2 separate regions of the Zea mays genome follow, and region 1 is linked to region 2. A link is a contact called in public Hi-C data. All regions are on one chromosome and are shown on one strand. The core of a region is the stretch at or near the end of the contact, and the rest is flanking DNA. Distances in the headings are between cores, read along the strand shown.

Region 1 (4,759 bases), core at 1,400-3,899, 550 kb before region 2:
TGGACACCCTATTGCCTTTATCAGCAAAGCGTTGGGTCCCCGCCATCTAGGACTTTCTACAAATGAAAAGGAATGCTTGGTTATACTTATGGCAGTGGATCACTGGCGGTCGTACCTAGTGGGCAATGACTTTATTATTCGCACAGATCAACGTAGTTTGGTCCATCTGGATGACCAACGCCTTACAACCCCATGGCAATAGAAGGCACTCACTAAAATTTTGGGCCTCAGGTTTGAAATCCACTACAAAAGGGTCTCAACAACCAAGTGGCTGATGCCTTATCGCGCCTACCCTCATATCATATCATGGCCCTTAGTACTTTACAACCGACCTGGCTATCCAAAATTGTAGACTCCTACAGTCTTCATGAAGACACCACGACATCCTACAGAAACTGGCAGTCCTCTCTCCTTCAGGCGACTACTCCCTCCGAGAAGGTGTCATATGGTACAAAAACAAAATCTTGCTGCCAGCAACTTCTGAGTTCCCTTGGGTCATATTCAACAAACCTGCACAACACGCCAATTGGAGGCCACTCAGGATTCCTGGTGACCTACCACAAAATCAAAAAGATGTTTATCTGGACAAGGATGAAGAAGATGATCCATCAGTGATGCACTCAATGTTCCATACCCCAATAAGCGAAACCGAAAAGGGTCAAGTACCCTAGACTCCTGCAGCCGCTGCTTATACCGGAAGGAGCTTGGCAAGTTATAACCATGGACTTCATAGAAGGAATCCCAACTTCCCACCATTCCAGTTGCATTTTGGTCATTGTCAATAAGTTCTCAAAATACAATCACTTTGTACCCTCCACCATCCGTTCACTGCTTCAAAAATGGCTTGACAGTTCATAGACCATATGTTTAAACTTCTCGGCCTTCCACAAGCCATCATCATAGATCGTGACTGAATATTTACCAGTGCCTTGTGGAAAGAGCTGTTCAAGTTTGTTGGTGTGGAACTACGTCTCTCTATTGCTTACCACCCGCAATCCGACGGTCAAATGGAATGAGTCAATAAATGTTTAGTAACACACCTTCGCTGTTTTGCTCACGCTTGTCCCAGCAAGTGGAAAAGTTGGCTATCTCTGGCGGAATTATGGTATAACACAAGTTACCATGCTTCTCTCAAACTTACTCCATTTGAGGTTCTCTATGGCTACCCCCGAGATACATGAGATTTAACATCCGGGATGCTTGCTCTATGCCCTCACTCCAAGAATGGTTTGCTAAGAGAAAGCTTATGCTCCAGTTAGTTCGACAACAACTAGCAAGGCTAAATAACGCAAAAACAGTAAGCTAAAAAGCATCGTACAGACATGAACTTTGATGTGGGTGACATGGTGTACCTTAAACTTCGACCCTATGTTTAGTCCTCTTTGGTCAAAAGAGCTAATCACAAATTAGCGTTCAAATACTTTGGTCAGTTTCCTATTTAAGCCAAAGTGGAGACATTCGCTTACAAACTCCACCTACTAGCTGCTTCAAATAATCAGTTGGACCAAATTACCCTTGCTGTCTGAAAAATGACAGATACCTAAAAAAATCCCCCAGCGATGTCAAGTCCATCTGGTGACAAACTCCAGTTTCTGATCAAGTGGGCGCAATGGTCGGAAGAGCTTGCTACCGTACCTAGGAGGACCTCGATTCTCTCAAGCTTTGTTTCCCGGGCCATGAGGCTTGGGGATAAGCTTCTTCTAAAAGAGGGAAGAATGTGAGGATCAAGAAGGGGATGGCTGATGAAGACTCGGTGGTGGAAAAGACAACTCGACTAAGGAGGCCCAATAGTCGAGTCTATGGGCTGTAGAGGGCCACATCATAGTGTGGGGTGTCCAGAGTCGATAGAAGGAGTTATGTATTATGTAAGGAATAATGATGAAGGGGGACGAGGGGAGGAACTCGGGCCCAGTTGCATCTAGCTTGCGGTGGACTCGTCGTGTAACACCACGATACCCTTCGAGTGCTGGGAGTAGCGCTCAACCCCGATCCATACTAGTGTTCTTACACATGGCAGCAAGGCGTGCAGCGACAGCGCCGGAAGCGGGACACGATAATCAAGCGTCGCAAGGAAGTTGGTGTTCTCCGACGGCCCGCGGAGTCGGCACGCCTCACTGTCGTACCTCCTGGCCGCCTCCTCAGCAGTGTCGAACGTGCCTAGCCACAGCCACACGCCCTTATGTTGATCGCGGATCTCCGCCGAGTACCGCCCCCTAGGCCGTCTCCTCTGCGCGTCCCTGTACCTCGGCTCCGTCGGCACGCCCGCCGCCGCCACTTTCCTCTTGCCACCGTCGACAACACTCCCCTTGGGCACCGTGGCATTGCAGCACGGCTGATGCTCCACGAGGAACTTACGCAGCCCTGCCTCCGCTCTAGCACCGCCACCGGCAGCAGCCATGGTGGCTGGAGGAGTCCATGCCGACGTGGTCGTCGCAGAAGACGCGGACTAGTTTGCGGATCGTGGTCGTCTCTGCAGGCTCCTGCTTGATCTTCGGTACTAATCTCCTCACCGCCGCGCCTTCCAACGTTGGTCTTCAGTGACTTTGGGAGAATGAAGCAGGGATAGAGGTTGAGAGAGAAAGGGAAATAGGGGGACGAGCAAGGCGGGAGTGGGAGGGGTCGTTGAGACTTGAGAGATATATATAGAGAGGAAAGGAAAGAGGTTTTCTCGAGAAACTTCTCATGTTTACAATGCATTGAGAGGTCGTACTAGCAGGATATCAGAGAGTTCCATTCTAAGACTGCGAAGGAGATCAGAGAGATCCTGACCCCCTGAGAAAAGCAAGTAGTTGACCTTGCCCGGTGGAGGATTGTTGAATGCCTAGGACAACATGTCGACAAGAATCCTCTTCTCGCTGATGTCTTTGCTCCCTGCCAATCGCTAGGTGAAAGGGATTCTATTAGTAGCGCGAATTCAACTAGGAGGAAGTGGGCTTCAGACCAGGAAGGTGCCCGGAGGGGGCATGGTTTGACTTGAGGCACATAAATTTGTGGCTCGCGGTACTAGTATCGATTTGTTGGCAGGGCAGGTGGCAGGAATGGTTTTGTTGTCGCCGGTTTGTAACTAGGAGGACTTTCTTTCTTTTCCCCCTTTTGCAAGTGTGCTAGTGTTGCTTTAATGTGGTATGTACATTGCTGTCTTAGGCTACCCCTTGCAGGCTTGAAGAACATATATGTATGTAACTTCTTTAGGCTACCCTTGAAGCACATGGCCATGGCCTAATGGCCATGATCTGGGTTCCACAATTGCAATGAGAATAGAGATGCCAATTAACTTTCAATCATATGACAATTATGGAGCCAAAAAGGCAACTGCAATATAATGGAAAACTCATAAACATATGTTAATTAAGAGGTAAAAGTAATTTTAATATTTTCACTAGTTATCAGTTCAGGCATATAAAGATACCGCTGACAGAGGTATAGTTTTAATATTTTTAGTATTGTGCCATATTTCCCTCTTTTCCCTAAGCTTCTTATGATCATATCATAACAATTTTAATTCTGTACAATCTTATTAATGTAAATTTAGTTGCAATTAAACTGAACCACTGAACATTTTCACTTCTTTCCATCTAACTCTGTAATTTCGTCTGTACGAGAGAGTAGTAAAGAGAACAACATTTGCGAGATGATGACGCAATCTACCACAGTGCTTGCTTTGTCTGCCCTCAGTTCATCCCTAAGATATGTTTGACAAAATAAAATGTTAGATTCAACTATCTTCACAACCTTTTGTTGCTTAAAGGTTAGAACAATGTGCCATTTGATTTTGCCAGCACATTCTGCTACGATTTATATGTAGTACTGGCACCTCATGCTCATGGTTGGTGCTTTTGGTTTTATAGGCATCTTCATGTGCTAGATCTGATTGAAGATTTTGTTGAGGACAATGATGAGGAGCTGTTGGATTGGATATCCAAGTTCTCAGAGTCCAACACTGTCACACCCGACTTTAAGGAACAAAGCCAGGTGCATCTCATACATGCGCCAAGAAGACAACATATATAATAACAGAGTGTATAGAGATAAATGTCATAAAACATCAGAGTATTTATTACATAGCGGAAGACTTATTACAAAATAAAAGAATAAACATAAAACGAACTAAGGATCGTTGGCGCCAATGTCAACTGAGAAACGCCACCTAGATCAGATCAAACTCCTCGCCTTGTGGCTCCTCCTGAACCACCTGTTCTTCTCCTGTGGGGGGGTGTGAGACAGCAAGAGTGAGCTCACATACGTTCATCGCTCAACAAGTCGTGGGGAATAATGTGACATGAACTCACCAAAGGTGGGAGCTCATGGAGTGTAAGGCTTATCAAAGAGAATGGTTAAAGCTGAACATTGCTTTTAAGTAGTTGGTCAAAATTTTATTAGCAATTACTAAGTGTAAGTAAATACCAAACCTTAAATAAAGTAATAGAACAAATTAATAATAAACCCATGCATATGCAAATGACAAAATTGAATTTAGGTTCCATAATTTAATCATCAGAGAGTCTTGAGCTGCTCATGACCGTAAGCTCGGCTAGTATACCAGTTTTACACTCTGCAGAGGTTGTACCCTTTACCCACAAGTCATGTTACCCATCTGCCAAGGGGTCGCGACTCCCATACACCTCTACCTAGGAAGCGCGGCAGGGCAACACTACGAGGCATTTACAAAGTTCCACTAGCTTCCGAAAACCCGCTACAGTTTATAGGAAGCTCCAATGCAGGGTTCTTGCCTGACCGCCATCGCAGCAAAATCAACCAA
Region 2 (5,229 bases), core at 1,184-3,683:
ACTGCATGTTAGATCTATGTTTGGCACTTTGGCAGTCTAACAAATTTTACTGAGAACAGTGAGCAACCTTAGTTCAATTTTTTCTAATCGAATTCTCTCAACAAACAATTCTGGATCTTCTTCATCTTCATTAATTTCATCAGTCTTCTTCGTACCATTCTTTGGCTTCAAATGTTGTTTCTTAGAAAATAACCGGTCAATCCTGTAGTAAAAATAAGAATTCATTGGTATAACACCATACAATATTTTTGTATACTGGAGTACATTGGGTTCAAAAAACAAAAGGTTGCTGCAAAAGAGTGCAGATACCTGGTAACCCTGAGCAATGACCTCCAAGCTCGGGATATCATTACATCTACTTTCTCAATGAAAAAGTAGTCAGTTGTTCGATCAATTCCAATGCCCCGACGAAAGATGATATACTACAAGATGTGGACAATGAAGAATGTGTCTTAGGAAACCATGAGAAAAAACAGAGGATGATGAAAACATCCAATGCTATTGTAGATTTCTAATCATCCCTCATAAACATAAGTATCATCAGGATGAAAAGAAAAGTTGCATGAACGAATAATACCTTGTTTGAAAACTCTGGTAGATTGTCATGTGGGTGCTCTTTAAAATATTTTGTCAACAACTTCTTGTCTAGCTGCATTTCAAGGTTAGCAAATAGATCGTCAACAAAATACTAGTCATGTAAGTTACTAAGTCTATTTTAATTTTTCTGTAAAAAAAAATCAAACCTTAGATTCATCAACTTTGATCGGAAGATTCAACAAATATTTTCCAGATTGCGCAATATCAAACTCTTCATCTGATAGCAACTTGAAGTTGCTCTTTTCCATCACCTACTTGATACAGAACACAAATAAAAATGATTAAACAAAACTAGTTAAACATTTTCCATGTTAAACATTTTTCACATATTTTCAATGCTTTTGGTAAAAAGTAACAGTGAACAAAATATGCTAAGCAATCCATTTCCCATGAGGATTTAGGTCTTGAATTATAAACCATGTACTTAAGGCCAGAAAGTCAAAGCTCAGTGGTGTGAATAAATGCATGGTACTCCCTCTGGTCCAGTTAATAAGGCATTTTGTGTATGTTAAGAGTCAAACTTTACAATCTTCTGCCATTAATTTAGCAAACACCTTTTAATTATTGTACTACAAACTTGACACTATTATATTTGTAAATAAGGGTACTATCAAATAATCATAAGTTTATAACAATACACAATATAATAGAAAACTATAATCATACACAATATAACATAAATAAATGAATCGTCAAAGTTTAATTTAGGAGACCGAGATATGTCAGACTACGCCTTATAAACTGGACCAGAGGGAGTACTAAATCGGAACAATGGTTGCCACCATGTGGCTCCTGTTGGTCTGTAGAAAATCAGTTACAGCTGCTGTATCCATGTTAAACATTCTTTCATGGATTTTATGCATTCAGTGTGAAGTAATAAGGAACAAGTGTACATGAAGATGAGGAAGACGTTGGCCCATAGTAATAGTGTAAGTGTGTAACGCTAAACAGAGGAACATGTACCTAACCGACCTGGAAAAGATATGTCATGAAATTGAATTCGAGGGTCTCGATTTCTTCCGGCGTCAGGTTCTGTTGCTGTAACCTCTCCTTACCAGAAACAGGATCAAACAGTGAGTACAGTTGCTGCATCGAGAACACAGAAAACAGACAATTAACCATCAGTGCCCCCTTGAGCAATCAAACAGAAGTAAAAGAACAAAGACAAATCGAAGGCTTGCCATGAGGTCTTCGAACTGGAGGAGGTACCAGGCCCGGATGGTGTACTCCACCTTCTTGCACAGCTTCAGGAACTCGTTCCGATCAGCTTCATGCTCTGCGTGCAGTTTTTCGAACACGAATAGTTAATCAACGGGGAATCCTGGATACAAAGAACACTGTCTGCACTAATCCCTTTTGGCTTTTGCAGCGTAAGCCCCCATGGGATTCCAGCAGACGATTAAGCATGACTGGCAGTCGTGCCGAAGGTCAGATAGAGGAATCTCTACTTCTGGACCCAGAACCGACCAAAATTGACCGATGAACGCTGATGCTTCGAGCCGAATGAGTAGAGCACAACACTACGTACAACTGAGTAGACGAAATCCGGCCGACACCTCGCGCCGGTCCCCCAGACTTCCTGTCAGTCATAGACCACGAGCGCCCCTCGCTGCTGCTGCTGCTACATAGAGTAAATAGAGAAATCGGGAGAAGCGGCGTCGTGGTGGCTTACCTATGAGATACGCGAGGCGCATGACGAGCTTGGGCTTGAGGATGGGGATGACGGCCTCCCGTTCCATCCGGATGACCTCCCGCGCCACCCCGTCCTTCCGCCCGTCCATCGCCGCCTGCTTCTCTGCCGCCATGCGTGCCGGCCACCGCTCGCTCTCAGGCGTGTAACCGCATCAAATTCCGATTCGTCTGTGCGCGTCGCAAAAGCCAAAAGGGTAACTGCTGCTGGTGGGGGTGCGCGACGGAGTGGCCGTAGCGGATTATTGTCTGGGCGGGGCTCGGCCTCGGGGGCGGAGCACGTGGCGACGGCGAAGGCTGTCTCTGTCTGCCAGGGTCCGTGGCGAGGCGCGCGGCTCACTCTCTGACAGGTAGAGCTGCAAAGGCATGGGTCCGTTAGCAGAGACCCTTGCCGCGTCAGTGGTGTGCGTGTCGGTATGTATTGGCGTTACCGGATTTGGTCGGACGGAGCCGTGGAACAGTCAACGGGAAACGGTTAGACGGGCTTCCGATTTCATCGACGAAAAGACCAGCTGCGTGGCGTGGAGCGTGGTGGCTTTTGCTCTTTTGCAGCCTTGCTAGTTGCCTCCTGGCTGGGTCTTGTCACGCTTTCTTCCTTTCTCTACTTGTTGCGTTGAGCTGTAAGGAAACGATCGAGAAAATAATAATCTCCTTAATTTTTTTAGTCTAAAGTGTAAACAATACCAGCTGTGCTGAATCTGATTGCCATTCCGTTAAGCAACTGCCGAGGTGGACCCAAATCCTTGTCTGAATTAGGCTCATTTGTACGTGGCCCAATTTAATAAGTAAGCCAAAGTAATGTGTAGAGATGGCACGAGACTTTAGTCACATATCGACCATCTGAATAGAATGGAATCAGTTTATATATGGGAGTGTTCCATACTCTTCACATGAGATAAATAAAGGGCTATGGATGCTGGCACACGCGCTCGCTCGCGTTTCGCGTTTTTCGCGTTATTTATCACATGACTTGTGACGATGCGCGATCGTGTTGTGACGTGTTCTAAACGGCAGTTTATTTTTTGGTTTTTTGTTTATTTGGTTATCAAATATCACACCTAGACTGCCACGTTAACCAGAAGCAACGGGCACGCACGTTACGTGCGAGATCTCCGGGCGGTTGCACGTAGAGATATTCCAGGGGCGGTTTCTGGAATATAGCAGATCGAATCAAGGGGTTGCGTCGGCCCGTCTATAAAGGGCAGGCGTCCTTCCGTCGGAGGTCAGAGGCGAATAGCAACCGACTCATCCTCTTCTTCTCAATTATCTGCGTCGTCGCTTCTCTGCCTTGCCGTCCCTTCGTCTGTCGTGCAGCAGATCAAGGGAGAGCGGTGTCTCCGAACCACCATCGGCGTTTTGACGACCTGCACGGGTGCCAGCGAATCAGATTTCTAGGAAGTGCTTCGCGCACGTCCGCTCGGGTTCTTCTTCAACACTCGTGGAAATCACGTGAGTAAATTTGTGGTTTCAGTTTATTGTGATGACGGTCTTATGGTTAGATCTATGGTCGATTCTTATGTTATGTGTTAATCTTGTTGAGTTAGTTTAGATCTGTTATGTTCTAATGCTGTTGATATTATCTGCTAGTAGATCTGGATTTTTCGTTTTATGCTGCATTATCAAATTAATCTTAGGCCATGTTAATTTTTCAACAATCCAGAAACCTGATAGAATTAATATGGCTGGACCTTCGGATGCACTGAAACCTGACCGGTTTGCTGGTAGTCAAAACTTTAAGATATGTGAGACTAGGGTTAAATTATGGCTCATGTCGTTGAGGATCTGGTGGGTGATTTCCCCAGTTCTTCCTCTCACTAAAAAGCAAGACCGTAACTTCGAGTCCGATAACGAAACATGTGTTGGTTGTATCTTGACACTGTTGTTAGATCAACTATATGACATACACATGCATCACGAAGTGGCTCGTGATTTATGGGAGACCTTGGACCGGATGTATATTGAATCAGATGTTGGACGTGAACTTTATGTTAATGAGCAGTACCATGAATACAGGATGGTCGATGACCCATCTGTCGTGAAACAGGCTCATGGAATTCAGTTTCTAGTGGGGAACTTGCTCACTTTGATTGTGTCCTATCTAACAAGTTCGTGGTTGGTGGCATCATTGCCAAATTACCGTAGGAATTTTGCCACGGCTCTCAAACACAAGAAGGAGACAATGACTGTTGATAGTCTAATTGCTACTCTTGATGTTGAGGAGAAGGCGAGATCTATGGATGTGCCCTGTTCTGGTCCAATGGATAATGGTACCTCTAATGCCAACGTGGTTGAAGACAAATCTGGTGGGAAAACAAAAACAAGTCGAACCAGAAACCAAAGGCCAAGCAGAACACTGATTTTAAAAAGAAGAAAAACCTTGCAGACCTGACTTGCTTTGTGTGTGGTGAATCTGGTCACATAGCCAGAAAATATCATAATAGGAAGGACAAGAAAGGTGATGGTAAAAAAAATGCAAATGTGGCTATTGCTGATGCTGGGAATTCTGGATATGTCCCTCAAATTCTTTTAGCATGTCAATTCACCAATTGGTGGTTAGACACTAGAGCCAATGTACATGTTTGTTCTAATCTAAACTTATTTTCTTCTTATCAGGCTACCGACAGTAGCACCATCTTGATGGGCAATGGGGTCAAGGGCTGCTGTACATGGAATAGGAAGAGTTGATCTGAAGTTGACCTCTGGAAAGACTCTCTCTTTGAAGAATGTGCAACACGTTTCTGGAATAAATAGGAACCTTATTAGTGGTTCTCTTTTATGTCGTGATGGCTTTAAGCTAGTGTTTGAGTCGAACAAGTTTATTGTCTCAAAATGTGGTTGTTGATTGACAGTAAAAGTTGCATTAGGGTGCTAAGTAGATAAGAGCTAATGACAATCAATAGCATGATCGATAACTAATATTGTCAGTAGTTGATGTGATGGTGG

Evidence for each region. A called contact is a pair of places that touch in the nucleus more often than the background predicts.
Region 1: a Hi-C map of leaf shows a contact between it and region 2, with 6 times the contacts expected there. The contact joins the promoter of LOC103642314 here to the promoter of LOC100193553 in region 2. A contact is called at or near these places in 2 of 25 Hi-C or Micro-C datasets (both in leaf).

The regions. Positions count from the first base shown.
Region 1 is chr10:14,137,995-14,142,753 of Zm-B73-REFERENCE-NAM-5.0, reverse strand. LOC103642314 (ethylene-responsive transcription factor 7) reads right to left here and starts at 2,649. Exons shown (of 2, transcript XM_020546108.1): 1 at 635-2,649; 2 at 117-510. The coding sequence starts at 2,398. The coding sequence ends at 1,919.
Region 2 is chr10:13,584,282-13,589,510 of Zm-B73-REFERENCE-NAM-5.0, reverse strand. LOC100193553 reads right to left here and starts at 2,433. Exons shown (of 15, transcript NM_001138664.1): 1 at 2,270-2,433; 2 at 1,779-1,873; 3 at 1,570-1,683; 4 at 744-848; 5 at 578-649; 6 at 310-422; 7 at 68-202. The coding sequence starts at 2,402.